Regions from separate parts of the Capra hircus genome. Here region 2 is linked to region 1. Evidence: chromatin contacts called from public Hi-C data. All regions are on one chromosome and are shown on one strand. Each heading gives the region's core, a stretch centred on a gene start, on an enhancer-like site or on the middle of the called end of the contact. The rest is flanking DNA. Distances are from core to core; before and after follow the strand shown. Region 1 holds the start of CHMP6 (charged multivesicular body protein 6). Region 2 holds the start of ENDOV (endonuclease V).

What was found. Hi-C and Micro-C count contacts between places; a contact is called where the count stands out from the background.
Region 2: a contact with region 1 is called in a Hi-C map of blood, with 4 times the contacts expected there. The contact joins the promoter of ENDOV here to the promoter of CHMP6 in region 1. A contact is called at or near these places in 2 of 5 Hi-C or Micro-C datasets (blood and liver).

The regions. Positions count from the first base shown.
Region 1 is chr19:51,037,568-51,042,777 of ARS1.2, forward strand. CHMP6 (charged multivesicular body protein 6) reads right to left here and starts at 2,775. Exons shown (of 8, transcript XM_018063631.1): 1 at 2,609-2,775; 2 at 31-140. The coding sequence starts at 2,671.
Region 2 is chr19:51,476,171-51,481,584 of ARS1.2, forward strand. ENDOV (endonuclease V) reads right to left here and starts at 3,530. Exons shown (of 10, transcript XM_005694075.2): 1 at 3,450-3,530; 2 at 2,972-3,143. The coding sequence starts at 3,505.

The DNA.
Region 1 (5,210 bases), core at 1,525-4,024:
TCCCCCGCACACTGGCGCCACCCCACGCACTCCTTCCTGCCGTCACGCAGGAGCTGCCGGGCGACCTCCCGCTCCCGCTCCAGCTGCTGGGTGATCCTCTTCTGGTACTGCTTCAGCTTGTCCCGCTGCTGCTTCAGTTGCTGTTGGGAAAGCAGGCCTTGTGTTGGCACGGGCCCACGCAGCGTTGGGCACTCGCTGGGCTACCTAGTGCCCAGGAGAGCGGGCACAGAGGCTGCCAGGGACACCGAAGGGCCCACCACAGGCCGGGCTGCCCCAGCTGCCACCCATGGAAGTGCATCCTCTGAAACAGAGCTCTCCGTGGGGACCAGTGTGCCCTCCAGGGCGTGTGGCGCACTCCTTGGAGACATTCCTGGCTGGCCCACTGGGGGAACCGCTGGCATCTAGGGGGTGGAGGCCCAGGATCAGGCTCAATATCCTACAAGCCCTCAGGATCCCCCCCAACCCCAGGCAGCGAGGAGTGTGAGCACTGGTCAGGGAGTGTGGCCACCACCTCCAAGGTGCAGAGACAACACAAAATCATTGGTGAGGGCCATCTGAGTGCCACTAGCCCAGTCCAGCTGTAGCTGGAGACAGGGGCCGTCCCTTCCAGCTTCACCCCTCTGGGGATCTCAGCCATTTACCATCAGCTCCCCAACTGTTGTCACTTGCCACTATACGTGGGTGGACAACAGACGGCGCATTGAGGTGATGGGTTCATATGACCTCACGAAGCACCTGGCACCCTGGAGTCCTGTCCCCAAAAGGATGCAGGGCCATTTACACGCCTTAGCCTCTCCTTCCCTATTTTAGGTCATTTACATTTCTTCCAAATTCTGTGATTTCAGTTGATGCTTACAGTGAGCACCTGCAAGCGTGGGTCACCTCTCTGACGGAAGATGACGTCTTCAGGGTCGGTTACCAGGAATGAGTTAAGTCAGTCAAGGGTGTGCACATCTTTTGGACTCAACATGGTGAGAAATTAGCCCCCGGCATGGACATGGTCTAAAGTGGCCGCTCCATAGTTCCCTTTTTAGAGGCCATCTGCCCCAGTGCACTCTGTGGTTGGTGGCTCAGGGCAGCCACATGTCCTCTCCAGGCTGGCATGAGAGATGTCCGCTGACAATGAGATATCACCCCATAGCCAGCCTACCAGCCGGGCTCAACTCTGAAGCTGAGCACCTACCCTGCAGGCGGCGGACAGAGTGTCAGGCAAGAGCCAGAGGGAGGCAGGTGTGGCCAGGCCACCCCTTTGTAAAACAAGAAGTCTCAGCAGAAGGTCCTGGGGCAGCTCAAGGTTCCTCAGCTCAGCTCTTCATCCTCAGAAAACATCAGGCGATAGTTTGTTCTGTGGTGTGCCAACTGAGTTGTTCCTGTCACGACCCCACCAATGTGTACCCTTGACAACAGGAGGAGAGCTTCGGGAGCTTCCTGCTCAGCCAGAGGCCCAGAAGCCCAGGATGGAGGCCAGCATATGTGGGAGACCGGACCCCAACCACAATAAAAACCCAATGACAGCTGATCTTCTCCAGTGACAAACAGGCCTCTTTTTCAAGGGGAACTTCAGTTAAAAAGTTTTATAACTTCTGGTATAACTTCTGGTTTCAGAAGCTACAGTAAAACCACCCCGCCTCCCCCAAAAAAACAACCTGCCATTTGAATTAGTTTCTTAGTATCAAAAATTACATACTCTTCCTGCAGAAAATCAGAAAAGAAATCGAAGGTAGATTCCACTTACATTCTAGGCTCTCTCCTTCCTGACACACTTCTCTTACAAAAATGGGTTAGTCTCAACACGTCATTTCACTTAACACACCACACGATTCTTTCCCTAGAAGCTAACTTTCATATCAGTGCTCTCCAGAAAAAGATGCTCAAATCCACAAGTAGAAACAGAAACATCACCATCATCTAAAACTTTCGAGGGCCAGGAGTGGCCTGGAGACAAGGGCAGCCCACAAGCTCGGGGCCAATGGCCCGTTCCTCAGGGGCCGCACAGGTTGTAAGTTTGACAAGGACTGGGACAGGTGTTGAGTCCAGCCTGAGTCCTAAGCACACAGAACACGACCGTCCCACAGTGAGAGCGTTTGCTTAGATCCCCAGTTCTGGGAGCAGCAATGACGCCCCACTGCCAGATCATCCCCTCTCCACGACCTCCCACCTGAGTCTGCCACGCAGGCCCCGAGCCCGCACCGGGTCGGGGCCGGGGCTGGGAAGTGGTCTGGGGCTGGCTCCCGTGGGGCTGGAGTTTAGAAACCCCACCCGCAGGCGCGGACTCGCCCACGGACAAGGTACAACCACGAGACAGTACAACGAGGGCCCCGCCCCCCGAAGCACAGCTCAGCCACACCCGGACCACCTACACCCGCAGCGACAGGATTCGCTCAGACTCGCTGGGGACCGGGCCCGGACATGCTCCCCAAGGGGAGCCCACTGCGCATCGCCCCAGACGGGCTCCGAGGCTGCAGCCCGGGCGTGAGGCTGGGCGGCCACAGGGGCTGGACCCTTTGGAGAAACGGAGCGCAGCCTGCCGCCGCCCAGCCTCGGTTTCCCCGTACGGTCCGGGGGTACCCGGCCCGCGCCCACCCGCCTGCAGGGCCCGGCATCTCACCAGGATCGCTTTATCCTGCTCCGTGACCCGGCTCTGCTTCTTACGGCCGAACAGGTTGCCCATGGCGGCCGGCCCGGCCCGTGCCCCGCCGCCCTACCCGGTCGGACCCGTGCCCCGCGCCACACGGCTACCGTAGCCCGGGCCCAACCCACCCCCGCTACGGCGGCCGCGCGGGGCCTGGCGCCGCAGAACGCGGAACGCGGCCATCTGTGGACGGAAGCCCCACCCAGAGAAGGGGCTGGACCTGCAGTGGGCGGGGCTCAGGGGCCCTTGATCGCGCGGTTCAGATGCATTTCCAGAAGGCCCCAACTGCACGGTCTTCAAGACTAGAAGTTCCATCTCCCACTATCGTGGGCACCCTGCAGGGTGACCGCATGGACCGTCTCCCAGAAGGTCAGAGATCTTGTTCACAAATCACTGCCCCGCCGGCTCGGATGCACAAAATGCTGCGTTTAGTGATGTTACAACCCTGCTCTCTAGTGTCCACTGAACTGCCAACTAGGCAGCGTGCCCCACTGGTTCTGTCCTCCGGGCTGGTGGCCTGTCTCCAGGGGAGCCCATCTTCTGGTTCGGTGGTCCCGGCAGAAGCCTCCACGGGGCATCGAGGATATAGGTTGGGGTGCCACCCACACCTGCATCCCTGGCTTCCACTCGTGTGTCTTGGTTGGCATGAGGGGTCCCAGTACTCAGCCCGGCTTGGTCGCCCAGGCTGAGCCCGCAGCCCAGTCTGCATGGGCCCCACCACCTTTCTAGCAGTCCTGGGCAGGTGGGGTCATAAGATGAGGTGTCCCATGGCACATGCTCAGCGCTCACCCCTTTCTGTGAAATGAACTCCTTGATCAGGAGCAGAGCTGCATGGACACCACTAGCGGCCTCCAAGTCCACAACAGTGCAGCTGGCAGAAGCCTCCTAGAGTGGGCGGAGGCAAATCCATATCCAGAGTGTCTATTCCAGCAGCAGTCTGTGAGAGGACTGCGTGGGGAGGAGTCAGCAGCCCTTGCTCTCTGGATAGATGTGCTTTCTTGTCAGGGGAGTTCTTATCCCCCATCGGATAACCCAGGCGTCACACAGGCCGCTCAGCTGGCATCCCACAGAGCAGAGATGAGCCTTCCCTGCTGACTCCGCCTAAGTGCAGAGCCAGGGCAGGGGGAGGTGGTTAGGCAGCAGCAGTACCTGGCACAATGGTTCAGGCACTGGGGGCAGGTTTGCCAGGCATACTACCTAGACGCCTTCATGAGGAACCCATTCTCCCTTCTGTTCAGTCCTGGAACTGGGTGAGAGGTCATGATTTTCCTCTAAGGTCCTTCCCATCAGATCTCTATCTCCCAGATCTGGCTGGTTTCTTAATGATCCACTGAGGCTTTCTGAGACTATCCAGCTTTTGCAGTTGGCCAGTGTCAAGGGCTCTCTGGCACCGTGCATTGTGACTACTGCGTGGGTTTCCTGCCTTTTCCAGTGACCTGCCCATGTGAGCTCTGAGCCTTGCACCTCCTGTTTCTCAGGAGAAATCAGGGCCCCTGTTTTGATGGCAGCGCCTCTACTGTCTTCCCTGGCCTGCAGACCTTGGAGGGCTTTTCAAGAACCCGAGGTCCTCACCAAGGGATTTCTTGGGGCCTCTATCCAGTGCCTGTGCCTTGAGGACACAAGAAGCTCAGTGAGTGAGTTGCACCTGATGAATTCATGTCGAGTCCTTATGTGTCCCAGCCCTTGGAGTCCTTCCTCTGTATTATGCCAAGGGATTCCTGGCATCTCAGCTGGGAAGTCCAAGCACAGATGAAAGCAAACAGTGTGGCCCAGAGTCTCAGGCGCTCATGCCCTGTCCAGCTCGCCCAGTGCTGGCTGCCATGAGTCCCTGTGAGGTCTCCCCGAGACCCTCCAGTGTGAGTCAGCAATTTCTTGGAATTCTTGGGATGTGCCCACCTTCCCCGGAGTCAGCTGGGCTCTCACTGCAGTTATGGATCTGAAGGCAACATGGGGTTACTAGTGGGGTCTTGAGGAGAATCAGTCTCCTCTCAGCAGGTCTCCCCCTACCTGCTTGGGGTGGAGTCTTCATGAGCAGGGGGTGGGAAGGACACTTCAGATGGGGAGCAGGGTCGCTTCTGCTGGCAGGCAAGGCTTGATGTGATTATGAGGGGATCAACATCAGCCCACTCAGCTCTCTCCGTCTGACTCTTTCACACTGACCTGGTGAGGCTGAGAATTCAATTTATGTTGTAATCCTACAACCCGCAGAATAGAACTGGGGGAATGACATCCAGACACAACGTCCTGCTACAAGAAATGAGATTTTCTTTTATAGTAGTCCTACTTCATGGGAAATAGATGGGGAAACAGTGGAAACAGTGCCAGGCTTTATTTTTTGGGGCTCCCAAATCACTGCAGATGGTGACTGCAGCCATGAAATTAAAAGACGCTTACTCCTTGGAAGGAAAGTTATGACCAACCTAGACAGCATATTCAAAAGCAGAGACATTACTTTGTCAACTAAGGTCCATCTAGTCAAGGCTATGGTTTTTCCTGTGGTCGTGCATGGATGTGAGAGTTGGACTGTGAAGAAGGCTGAGCACCGAAGAATTGATGCTTTTGAACTGTGGTTTTGGAG
Region 2 (5,414 bases), core at 2,280-4,779, 440 kb after region 1:
TTGAGTCAGGTATTAATATTTTTCTGCTAAATTTTGACTAAAAGCTCTTCGAGTAAAGTGCAAAGACACTGAGGCAGGAAGACGGCAGCTTTGGGAGCAGGCAGAGGAGCACGGAGGGGGAAATGCTGAAGCTCCAGAGCAGAAGTTTCTTTGTCAAGCTCTTCTTCAGCCAAGGCTTTCTGAGCTGTTGACTCCAAAGGAATGGTGGGTGCACTGTTCATTCATTCACATATCTATTTGAGCATCTTCTATGTGCCAGGCATCAAGCTAAGTGCCAAGGCTACAACTGGTGTGCAAGAGAGTACAGTTTCTACTATTGTGGCGTTTACATTCTGGTGCAGGAGACACACAGGCCAATTCTATCCCAGATGATAGAGAGGAATGAGAGGATCCTGGGAGCAACTCCTGGTCTTGTAGGACGAGCTGGGGGGCTTACTGGAGGACCTAAGAGACCAGGAGGAGTTAGCCACATGAAAAATATTCCAGGAGAGGAAACATCACTGCAAAGGTCAGGCAGGCAGATACAGCATGGAGTGCTTGAGGAAGCTGAAGTCCTCCAGAATGGGAAGTGGGTGATGAACGTGGGTGGTGGCCAGAGGTGAACCTATTGTGAGTTACATTAAGCAGGGGTGAGATCATGAAGAGCCTTTATGCCTTGATCAGTTCAGTTCAGTCGCTCAGTCGTGTCCGACTCTGCGACCCCATGAATCGCAGCACACCAGGCCTCCCTGTCCATCACCATCCCCCGGAGTTCACTCAGACTCACATCCATCGAGTCCGTGATGCCATCCAGCCATCTCATCCTCTGTCGTCCCCTTCTTCTCCTGCCCCCAATCCCTCCCAGCATCAGAGTCTTTTCCAATGAGTCAACTCTTCGCATGAGGTGGCCAAAGTACTGGAGCTTCAGCTTTAGCATCATTCCTTCCAAAGAAATCCCAGGGCTGATCTCCTTCAGAATGGACTGGTTGGATCTCCTTGCAGTCCAAGGGACTCTCAAGTCTTCTCCAACACCACAGTTCAAAATGGCAACCACTTCAGTATTCTTGCCTTGAGAACCTCATGAACAGTATGAAAAGGCAAAATGATAGGATACCGAAAGAGGAACTCCCCAGGTCAGTAGGTGCCCAATAAGCTACTGGAGATCAGTGGAGAAATAACTCCAGAAAGAATGAAGGGATGGAGCCAAAGCAAAAACAATACCCAGTCATGGATGTGACTGGTGATAGAAGCAAGATCCGATGCTGTAAAGAACAATATTGCATAGGAACCTGGAATGTCAGGTCCATGAATCAAGGCAAATTGGAAGTGGTCAAACAAGAGATGGCAAGAGTGAATGTCGACATTCTAGGAATCAGCGAAGTAAAATGGATTGGAATGGGTGAATTTAACTCAGATGACCATTATATCTACTACTGCGGGCAGGAATCCCTCAGAAGAAATGGAGTAGCCATCATGGTCAACAACAGTCCAAAATGCAGTACTTGGATGCAATCTCAAAAACGACAGAATGATCTCTGTTCGTCTCCAAGGCAAACCATTTAATATCACCGTAATCCAAGTCTATGCCCCAACCAGTAACGCTGAAGAAACTGAAGTTGAACGGTTTTATGAAGACCTACAAGACCTTTTAGAAATAACACCCAAAAAAGATGTCCTTTTCATTACAGGGGACTGGAATGCAAAAGTAGGAAGTCAAGAAACACCTGGAGTAACAGGCAAATTTGGCCTTGGAATGTGGAATGAAGCAGGGCAAAGACTAATAGAGTTTTGCCAAGAAAATGCACTGGTCATACCAAACATCCTCTTCCAACAACACAAGAGAAGACTCTACACATTGACATCACCAGATGGTCAACACCGAAATCAAATTGATTATATTCTTTACAGCCAAAGATGGAGAAGCTCTATACAGTCAACAGAAACAAGACCAGGAGCTGACTGTGGCTCAGATCATGAACTCCTTATTACCAAATTCAGATTTAAATTGAAGGAAATAGGGAAAACCACTAGACCATTCAGGTATGACCTAAATCAAATCCCTTATGGTTATACAGTAGAAGTGAGAAATAGATTTAAGGGCCTAGATCTGATAGATAGAGCACCTGATGAACTATGGAATGAGGTTCGTGACATTGTACAGGAGACAGGGATCAAGACCATCCCCATGGAAAAGAAATGCAAAAAAGCAAAATGGCTGTCTGGGGAGGCCTTACAAATAGCTGTGAAAAGAAGAGAGGCGAAAAGCAAAGGAGAAAAGGAAAGATATAAGCATCTGAATGCAGAGTTCCAAAGAATAGCAAGAAGAGATAAGAAAGCCTTCTTCAGCGATCAATGCAAAGAAATAGAGGAAAACAACAGAATGGGAAAGACTAGAGATCTCTTTATGCCTTGTTAGTGTTATTTTTATTTACTATGCGATCACAGGATGGGCACTTAAGTGTTTTAACTGGACTAGGTGGTGACTGCTCACATTGCTTTTTAGGAAAACTGCTCTGTTGGCAGCATGGAGAAAGGACCCGGGGAAGATTCCACCTGTCACCTACTTAAGAGGTGACAGTGGTACAGCCAAGAAGGGGCAGCAGCGATAAAGACAAGGGGACAGACTCCAGTGATTTTAGGTGGTGGAAAAAATGTAGTTAGTGTGTGACCAGCTGAGGGGTATGGGAAGACAGAGATTTCCAGCATCTTGGGCAACTTGAGTGTATGTTGCTGTAGGTTCCTGAGATGGGGAGCAAAAGATGACTGCCAAACTTGGAGATATGAGTTAATTTGGATTTAGGTCACAGAATCTAGTCAGTTTTTGTTCCCCTCCTCTTTTCTTCAAAAGCTTTCCAATTTATTAGTTAACTCCCACAAGAGGAGAAGCGGGGTTCTACTCTGGCACTGTTCCCTGTCCAGAGTCCCGCCTCTCTCACTAACGCACACGGGGACGCAGCGGTGCGGCCCCTGGCCAGAGTCCCCTAGGGGTTACCTCAAGTTCTGGGTAGCTGAGCACCACCAGGGAGGCGCAGGCGCTGCCACTGTCGTCTTTCACAAAAGACACGTCCACGCCCCCGACCCTCTGCAGCCCTGAGAAGGCGGGGTCCCGTTGCCAAGCCTCCGTGTCCAGGTCCACAACACGGGCCTTCAACGAGGCTTGCTCCCTGAGAGTAGAAACAGGTCCAGCGGTCCGCCCAGCCCAGAAACCCCGCACCCCGCGGTCCAGCTGCGGCCACCCTCACGTGGATTCCAGGCCCGGGAGTCGAAGCTCTACCAGGGACCCACCTGGTCTGGAAGTCCCTCCCTCCCTTGAGACCCAGACGCGGTCCCGGAAGCTACAGCCCTTTCGCCCGCAAGCCAAAAGCAGGCCCAGGCCCCTGGGGCCCCAAGTTAGGGGTTATGAAGTCGGAGATCCGCGGGGAACCACGTCGCTCCAATCCCCGGACTTTGCGCGTCCCCTGCCTCATTACCGTTTCCAGTCCAACAAGATTTCCTCAGGCGGTTTTCCAGCCGCCTTTCCGGCCATGGCGCTGCCTGGAGCGCGCCCTTCCTGTAGCGTCACTTCCGGAGCGCCGCGCGCAGGAGCTATGCCAGCGTCGTCGCCGTGGTAGCGTTTGCTAAGGCTCTTGGACACCGCCATCTGGTGGCCGGAGGCCTAGCTGGGCGTTAGCTGCGCCGGAAGAGCGGCAGCCAGCCATCAGAGTTGGTCTTCTGACGTAGCCACGAGCTTCTAACGGGATCTGAAAGTTACACTGACAAACACAGGTCTGCAGGAGAAAAGCCATGTGTACATATTTTACTGAGTTTCTCCGCGTACCTGCTTACCTTGTGGCTTAGCTGGTAAAGAATCCGCCTGCAATGCGGGAGACCTGGGTTGGGAAGATCTCCTGGAGAAGGGAAAGGCTACCCACTCCAGTATTCTGGCATGGAGAATTCCATGGACTGTATAGTCCATGGGGTCGCCAAGAGTCGGACACGACTGAACGACTTTCACTTCTACACGTACAGGGAGGGGACCTTTCACTAGAGAGTGGAGACCCAAAGAAGTGGCCAGAACTAAAGCTTTATACCTATTAGAGAAAGAAACAATGAATTTGTGAAGAACTGATAAGACAAGAGAGGTTTGGACTGTGCGTAGTGAATAGTGAAACCAGATCGAGCTTTCCTCACACAGCCTTCTCGACCCTAAACCTCCTGCCTCTGGTGATAAGAATGTCCCTCTCCTTCCTGGGAGGGGACCTTTCACCTGGGAGATTTGGAGCGGAAAATGGTTGAAGCAGGAGTGATTTTGCTGCTTCTGCCATTGTCTAAAATTTCTCTGGCTTTAGATCAATACACCAAAGTGCCATATTTGGGGGTAGTGTCCTGAACGCCATCACCAAGCATCTTCCGTTTACATGGTACCTTGACCTCAGTTTCAGTGACTCTTTTTGAGGACAGGACACAGTCCTTAGTGGGTCCAGACTCATAAATTTGACCTGGTGGGTCTTGGTGAGCAGAAAAACTAAATAGGGACAACCTGGGGGGCATTGACTGACCCCTGCTTGTCAGTTGAAAGAATAATGATTCCATTTGCTTTGTGCTAGGTGTTGTACAAGATGCTGAGGTAACAGCTTCCTGATAGTAGAACTGCAGTTATGTTAAGTGCTGACATGAAAATAACATGGGAGCGTGTTTAAATTGGTGGTAAAGGAGCCCTGAAGGTTGAGTACAAGAGAGCATTTCAGGCAAAGAGAACAGCACGTGTAAAGGGCTGAGACAGCAAAGAGGTTGGTATATTTGAAGTACTGAAAGGTGACCAGATAGGCGGAGGTGCAGCGATTTAACCAGCGGTTTATGTTCTGCTAGGGGAATTTAGAGAAGTATATGGATAACTAATCTGAATACAAACCTCAAGAGGAAAATGCAGGAGACTAGGACTGGAGTCTGAGTTTCAGGAAAGGTTTCATATGGCGTTGACCACTGATGGGCCTGGAGATGTGGGTGAGTTTTCAGCTGGGAGAGGGGATGAGGGCTATTTCCTGAGCGCTCACAGCAGACCAGGCCCTGTGGTGTGATTTACCCACGCCCTGTTACTTCTCACCACAGCACTGAGAGGTATTTTACAGATGGGGAAACTGAGGGGTAAAGAGGTCAAGCGGCTTGCCTGAGGTCAGAGAGCGGGCAAATGGGAGGGCCAGGAATTACTCTGGGGTCCACCTGGGCTGTACTCTGCATCAGCCTTGTGTGATAGAGCAGACAGGATGCAGAGGGCTTTCGATCCAGTAATCCGGAGCCATTCACTGGCCTATGGAGACGGAGACAGCTTTTGGGTGCTGAGGAGAGAGCAGTGGTCTGGATGGAGGTCCTGACGTGCTTCAGGGTACAGGCGTGGTGATGCGGAGGGAATGCTGGGGAAAGCGGAACACCCCAGGTGGATCTCAGTGTAAAGGAAG